2 separate regions of the Bos taurus genome follow, and region 2 is linked to region 1. A link is a contact called in public Hi-C data. All regions are on one chromosome and are shown on one strand. Each heading gives the region's core, a stretch centred on a gene start, on an enhancer-like site or on the middle of the called end of the contact. The rest is flanking DNA. Distances are from core to core; before and after follow the strand shown.

Region 1 (3,439 bases), core at 680-3,179:
TACATACTGTTTGGATTCTTGCTAAATTTGTATTGCCAGATGGCTCTCCGGAAAGTTTGTGTCAGGTTATACTCCCAGCAATAGTGGGAGTAGAAAGTATCTCCACCTGGAGAATGAGTCCAGGGATCAGGTTGGACAGCAGCTTAGAAGACATGATTCCAGAGGCAGCCAAGAACTCTCCTTCCTGCCCCCACTCAGGACTCTCCTCTTCTGTCCAGCCATGGTGTCAGGAGTTCCCACTCATTCCTTGACCTGGGCATTGTCTCTGGAAGATTTCGAGGTCTAGGAACAGACATCAGGCCCAGAGGAACAAGTCTGGGTTCTGGAAAAGGTAAGAACGGAAGCCCATTTGCATTTGTTAGCAACTGGGTTGGGGCTGTGTTACGACTCGAAAGGGCTCTCTGCCCTCTTGCCTTTATGGACCCTTCCTCCATCAAAAAGAGATATTAAAAATGGATTTTATGACCTCACTGGTATAAAACAAGTATAATCCAGGCAAGATTGTATGCATTTTTTTCTTCTGATTGCAAAAAAAAAAAAAAATATTTCCATGGTCCTAAGCACAGAGTCAGACACGACTGAAGCGACCTAGCAGCAGCAAGCACTATGCCTACTGGGTAAGTTGGCCCTGGAAGAGGCCCCCAAGTGAGGCCTCCACACACCTGCTTCCCTCCTGTTGTCATTCTCCCTGACCCTGGCTTTTGACACTGGAAAGGCATGAAATTCAGGCCATCTGAACACAGCTGACCATCACATAAAGCACCAGGGTACTTTCAGGCAAACACTAAGAACAGTGGAAATTTGCAGTTGCAAGAGTGTTTTCACCAACATGGTCATCAATATTAGGCCCATTTTACAGATGAAGAAATAGAGACATTGACACAGAGAGAAGAGAAATGACTCGCTAAAACCTATGGTCAGTAGAAATAGAACTGTAGAGTCGGCTGCTCCCAGCTCCCTTTAAACACTCCTGTAGGGCCAGCTCTGCTGCCCAGCTTCAGCCCAGATCTCACGATACGCTTTAGTTCTCTGAACATAGTCAAGAGCACGACTCTACAGAAGGCAAGGCAAGGACCGTGCCACAGCCTGTCAGGCTCGCCAGCGGAGTTCCACATATTTGGATGACACATGGCAGCCAAGTGCTTCTCAAATCTCTCCCTAAATAACTGACTTTAGTTTGTGTGTGTGTTTTTTTTAGCTAGAGTAAAATTGATTGTTGTACATGCCTGAAATCTCATTTTAATGTAAGCAGAGCATGATTAGAAATTCGGAATTAGATGGCTCAGCATTAATTACCTCTCTACTATATTTTTTTAATTTATGGAGTGTGTTTACTGTCGTTAAGTAGGAGAATGCTGGGAAAGCGTGGAAGGAGGACTGTTCAAGAGAAGGCAGATTTAATAGGAGCTGCAGATGGCAAAATTAGAATTTTTTAATTTAAATTTTGTCTGATTTCCACAGTCTTTTCATTCATCGAACCTCTTTGCCACACGTCCCCTCCATTTCTCTTTTAGGAATCCTGCTCTTACTCCCCTCTTGTTGCCCTGTGCACAGCGTCCGTCAGTCATATCTACCTTCTAGAACATTCCCCAGCCCTGAGAAGAGCCACAGGACTAAGCTTTGTGAAGCTAGACTTTCATTATGTCCCTCTTAAAAAAGCGGTGATGATGATTATCATTATCGTCTACCTTTTATTGAATACTTATTATGTCCTCACTCCTATTATTTTACCTGTCAGTGGTGCTTTGGGGTAGGGATAATTATACCCAGCTTATAGATGTGAAACTTGAGACTCAACAGAGGTGGGGTCAGTAATTTGAAGTCACGCAGCACCGATGAAGGGCTCAGATTTACCACCTTCCTTCACTCTGTGCCCTTCTCACGCAGGATGCCGGTCAGGAAAGGGCTGAGTCAGGCCAGCTCACTAGAAAGCTGGGAGCGGACAGGACCTGGGACACGGGCTAACTGCATGCTCAGATCATCCAGTGTTTGAGCTGCCCCGGGGAGGAAGCAAATCAATGCTTGTCCCCTTCCCGGCTTCCTTTGCTTCTCCCTGACTCTCTCCAGGCAGTGGTATTGATCTGGTTTCAAGTTGTTTGGTTTTTTATTTTAAACTAAAACTCAAGTAGCGTTGGGGTAGGCTATTCACTTAATGCATCGCCTCAGCAGTTATTTCCCTTCCAGGAAATAGCCGGTGTCGCTTTCCCTCCTGACAGTGATCCCATCTGGAAACCGAGAACTCTCTGCCCAGGTGGAGACCTGGGAGGGCCTGGAAGACTCGGCCGGCCTGCCAGGGCCCCTGCCCGCTGTCCCCGGGGCCCCCCTGACCTGGTGGCAGGGAGCTCGCACACAGCCCAGGAAACCCGAGCGCATGGGCTCCTGAGCGCAGCGTTTGCGGGATGTGCTGGGCATGTAATGAGACCTTCTGGAGGCTTTGTGGGAAGGCGCCGATGTGCACTGAGGCCTGGGGCAGGGCTGACCAACGCAGTGGTGGAGCCAGGGAGATTGAATTTCCTGCAGAGGGTATGGCCTCCAAGTTACATTTGGCTCCAGCTTGCTCAGAGGCCCTTCCAGATGCCCACGTGTGGCCTGGGGTCTTCACATCCGCCCCGAGAGAGGGCAATGCAGACCTGTTTCTGTGCATTTTACAGAGTAGGTCACCAGGGGTTGTGGAGTTCAGCTAAGCCAGCCTTGGTTATTGAGCAACTCAGAGAAAGACAGGGAGCCGGGCACTGGAAACCCAGAGCCCACCTCCAAGGAGTCTGGGAGAGGGGGAAAAGAAAGGTCTGTGACAATGGGAGTGAAACAGCATAGGCTGGGGCTGAATCCCACCTCTGCCGCTTCCCACTATTTAGCCTTTTCTGAGTCTCAGTCTCCTCACCTGTAAACTGGGTGTGATATCACTTGTACCATGAGCTCCTTGAAGACAGGAGCTGTGCCTGCCCTGTTGTCCATCTTATCCCAAGCACCTGGAAGGTGCCTGGTGCAGAGTAAGTGCTGGATAAACACCTGTGCAACGAGCGAACATTGTGCGTAGTCAGTGTAACGATGTGGGCGAAATGCGTTGGGGATCATGGGAAGCACTTGTGGATGGGGGCTTTAAAACTCCCTGGCGGGCTGAGCACCACTGCTGTAGAGAACTGCAGACCAAGGAGAAGCAGCCTCAGAGGAGAACAGGGCATCTCAGCTGGGCTCCCAAGGCAGATCACGATGCTGAAAAGACAAAGATGTAGGTCAACACGATCGAGGATACTGACAGGCAGAGATGGGGGAAGGACTGACCATACTACAAGGATGGTACCTGGCAAAAGACAGGATTGGAACCCCGAGATTCTAACTCTCAGACTGTCATGCCTGGACTCTTCCGAGGTCGTCTTTTACTCTTTTAAGTTTCACCGACAGATTGTTACAGGCATCTGCTGTAAGATGCTCTTAGAAT
Region 2 (3,020 bases), core at 250-2,749, 170 kb before region 1:
GCTCAGTCATGTCCAACTTTTTGGGACCCCCATGGACTGTAGCCCACCAGGCTCCTCTGTCCACGGAATTCTCCAAGCCAGAAGACTGGAGTGGTTGCCATTCCCATCTACAGGGGATCTTCCCGACTCAGGGATCAAACCTGAGTCTCCTGCATTGCAAGCAGATTCTTTACCGTCTAAGCCACCAGGGAAGCCCCTGGGAAGGCCCGAAAGCGCTTGACATCTGCTGAATATTAGCAGCTACTCTGATATCATTCTTTGGAGACAGCATCTGTTTTCAGCCGTTCCCTTCGCCCGTACTCGTCCGGGAAGTTCGGGGAGTAGAGGACACAAGGGGGTTGCGGTCCAGTTCCCCTGGCAGGAACCCACAGACACTGTGGGCGGGGCCGGCAGTCAGAACCCGGAGGACTACGGGGTCCTCCTTCACGGGGGCGGAGCCCCGCCCCTTCCCAGCCAGGCCCCGACCCCGCGGGACCCTCTTCCATCCCAAGTTCAGCCCTATTAGTTCCCTCCTCCGGCTCCGTGCAACCCGTTCTAATCAAATCATTAGCCCCCTCCTCTAGGCTTCCTTGGAGAAGGCAATGGCACCCGACTCCAGTACTCTTGCCTGGAAAATCCCACGGACGGAGGAGCCTGGTAGGCTGCAGTACATGGGGTCACTGGGAGTCGGACACGACTGAGCGACTTCACTTTCACTTTTCACTTTCATGCATTGGAGAAGGAAATGGCAACCCACTCCAGTGTTCTTGCCTGGAGAATCCCAGGAACCGGGGAGCCTGGTGGGCTGCAGTCTATGGGGTCGCACAGAGTCGGACACGACTGAAGCGACTTAGCAGTAGCAGCTAGGGTTCCCTGGTAGCTCAGATGGTAAAGAATCTGCCTGCAATGCAGGAGACCTGGGTTCGATCCTTAGTTCAGGAAGATCTCCTGGAGAAGGGAATGGCAACGCACTCCAGTATTCTTGCCTGGAGAATCCCATGGACAGAGGAGCCTGGCGGGCTACAGTCCATGGGTCGCAAAGAGTCGGACACGACTGAGTAACTAACAACAACACTGGAGGCCATATGGGGGCTCTAGGGGTTGCATAGAGTCGGATACGACTGAAGCGACTTAGCAGCAGCAACAGGGGTCCGGAGAGCCCTGAGAGGTCCAGGCTCTGACCTGCCCCGCCCCCCTCCCAGGGGTGTATAAGGAAAGAAAGTGAAGTCGCTCAGTCGTGTCCGACTCTTTACAACCCCATAGCCTGGGGCCCACCAGGCTCCTCCATCCATGGGATTCTCCAGGCGAGAGTACTGGAGTGGGTTGCCATTTCCTTCTCCAGGGGATCTTCCCGACCCAGGGATCGAACCCTAGTCTCCTGCATTGCAGGCAGACGCTTTACCCTCTGAATCACCAGGGAAGCCGGCGGGGATGTGCTGCTGCTGAAAGGCGGGCCCACCCATTGTGCCGGGTCCCGGCGGGTGCAGGGACAGCGGCCACCTGCAGAGGGAGACATACACACATTTCAGAGCACAGTCCGCGGGGCTCCTCGAGGGTGGGGGGAGCTCTCTACTGGGAACGGGCTGGGGCTTGGGGTCAGCGTTTGTTCTCGAATCTTCCTTCTATTGTGGAGAGGACTGTCTGGGGATGTCCACAAGCCAGGGTGCTGCTTTTCCTCTTGTTGCTGGAAAACCGAGGGCCCGAGCTGGCTTGATGCCCGAGGCCTCAGAAGGTGCCTCGTTAGCCGTTGGTTTTATTTTCGCCACCCAGCCTGGCCCTGGCAGGCCCTCAGCAGAAGGCTGCCTGTGGTGCCTTTCTGAGGAGACTCTTGGCCGGGCAGGACCTGAGCCTCCTGTGCCTTTTGCATCTGAAGGAGCAGAGCTGTGTGAGGAGGCTCCCTCGGCCAGCTTTCCTCCCCTCGGAGTCAGGGTGAGGAGCTTGGACCTGCCGTCTGAGCCTGGCCTGAGTCCATTCCCTGGCTGCCATCCTCTGTGAGCTGAGGGCTGAGGAAGCCCACCGCTGCTGCTCGAGCACCTGTCCTGTGCTATTCTGTAGCTCAGGAGCATTCTACTGAGGTGAAATTGAGGCTCAGAGAGGTCAGGTGACTTCCTAGAGTCACACAGCTAGTGAGCAAAGAGAACAGCGCCACAGGCCTAGAACATTGCCAGGTTTGATGGCCGTGGTATCACATATGCTCAATCCTACAGCGACCACATCTGGAAATCTCAGTGTCTGACCCTAAAGCCCACGCTTTCCCCTCAAAACCTGTGGACTACTTTCCTATTTTCTCAGTCTTTCAAATAATTAAAATTCCCATTTGTCCCCTAAGTTCTCTCTTCCTTCTTAATCCCAGAGTACTTTGGTAAGAACTACGTAGTGGATTAATCACATTTCCAATTTTAGATTTGCTTGAAATTCCTAGTCTTGAAAATACCAATTCCTTGCTGACCCGTGTTCCTAGAAGCATAGGAGTCAGAACATCTCTTTGCTGGAGGAGCCCAGTCCCCTGCACATTGCCTTCACAGCTATCTGGCAAGGGCTCACATCTGATTTATTTTCACTGCAGTGAGAAATTGACAACCCTCCATTTTATCACAGAAATTAATGTCGGTAAAATGACTGCCTCAGTCCACTCGCTGCTTTGACACCACCATTAAAAATAAACCACGTCTGTGTGCAAACACGCATGCCTTTGTGCAGACTTGATGAGATGTGCTTTTCAGAGGTGCTGTAGTGCAAGGTACATGACACCAACGTGAAGATGTTTCCGTTTTCCTCCCGGCTGACTCTCCATCCACTGACAAAATGCCAGCTGTGGCCAGATGTCTAACGGCAGCTGGAGGAAAAGAACTTGGGGCTTCAGGTTTCTTCTTCTGTAGCGCTGGGCTTGCTCCAGATCACGGTGAATTCTGGGGTGGGTGGTCCATTAACACTGCTTCCAGAAATATGTGGACACCAGGCTGCATCCCCATCTAAGGGCTCACCACGGTGGTCCTTTTCATTTACAGTTGTTACAGGAAGGAGAATGGACCCTGGTCCTG

Evidence for each region. Hi-C and Micro-C count contacts between places; a contact is called where the count stands out from the background.
Region 2: a Hi-C map of skeletal muscle shows a contact between it and region 1, with 10 times the contacts expected there. The contact joins two enhancer-like sites. A contact is called at or near these places in 8 of 11 Hi-C or Micro-C datasets (4-cell embryo, 8-cell embryo, blastocyst and 4 more).

Annotation. Positions count from the first base shown.
Region 1 is chr29:25,189,206-25,192,644 of ARS-UCD2.0, reverse strand. All of the region lies in intron 1 of NAV2 (neuron navigator 2), which reads left to right. Among named protein-coding and RNA genes, the nearest start is that of NAV2, 34 kb to the left of the region's middle. Within about 2 kb of position 1,929, at least 2 of the 102 cell types and tissues checked have an H3K27ac peak or open chromatin away from gene starts, as enhancers often do. A contact at or near this core is called in skeletal muscle, where this site is marked.
Region 2 is chr29:25,357,725-25,360,744 of ARS-UCD2.0, reverse strand. No RefSeq gene overlaps it. Among named protein-coding and RNA genes, the nearest start is that of NAV2, 130 kb to the right of the region's middle. Within about 2 kb of position 1,499, at least 19 of the 102 cell types and tissues checked have an H3K27ac peak or open chromatin away from gene starts, as enhancers often do. A contact at or near this core is called in skeletal muscle, where this site is marked.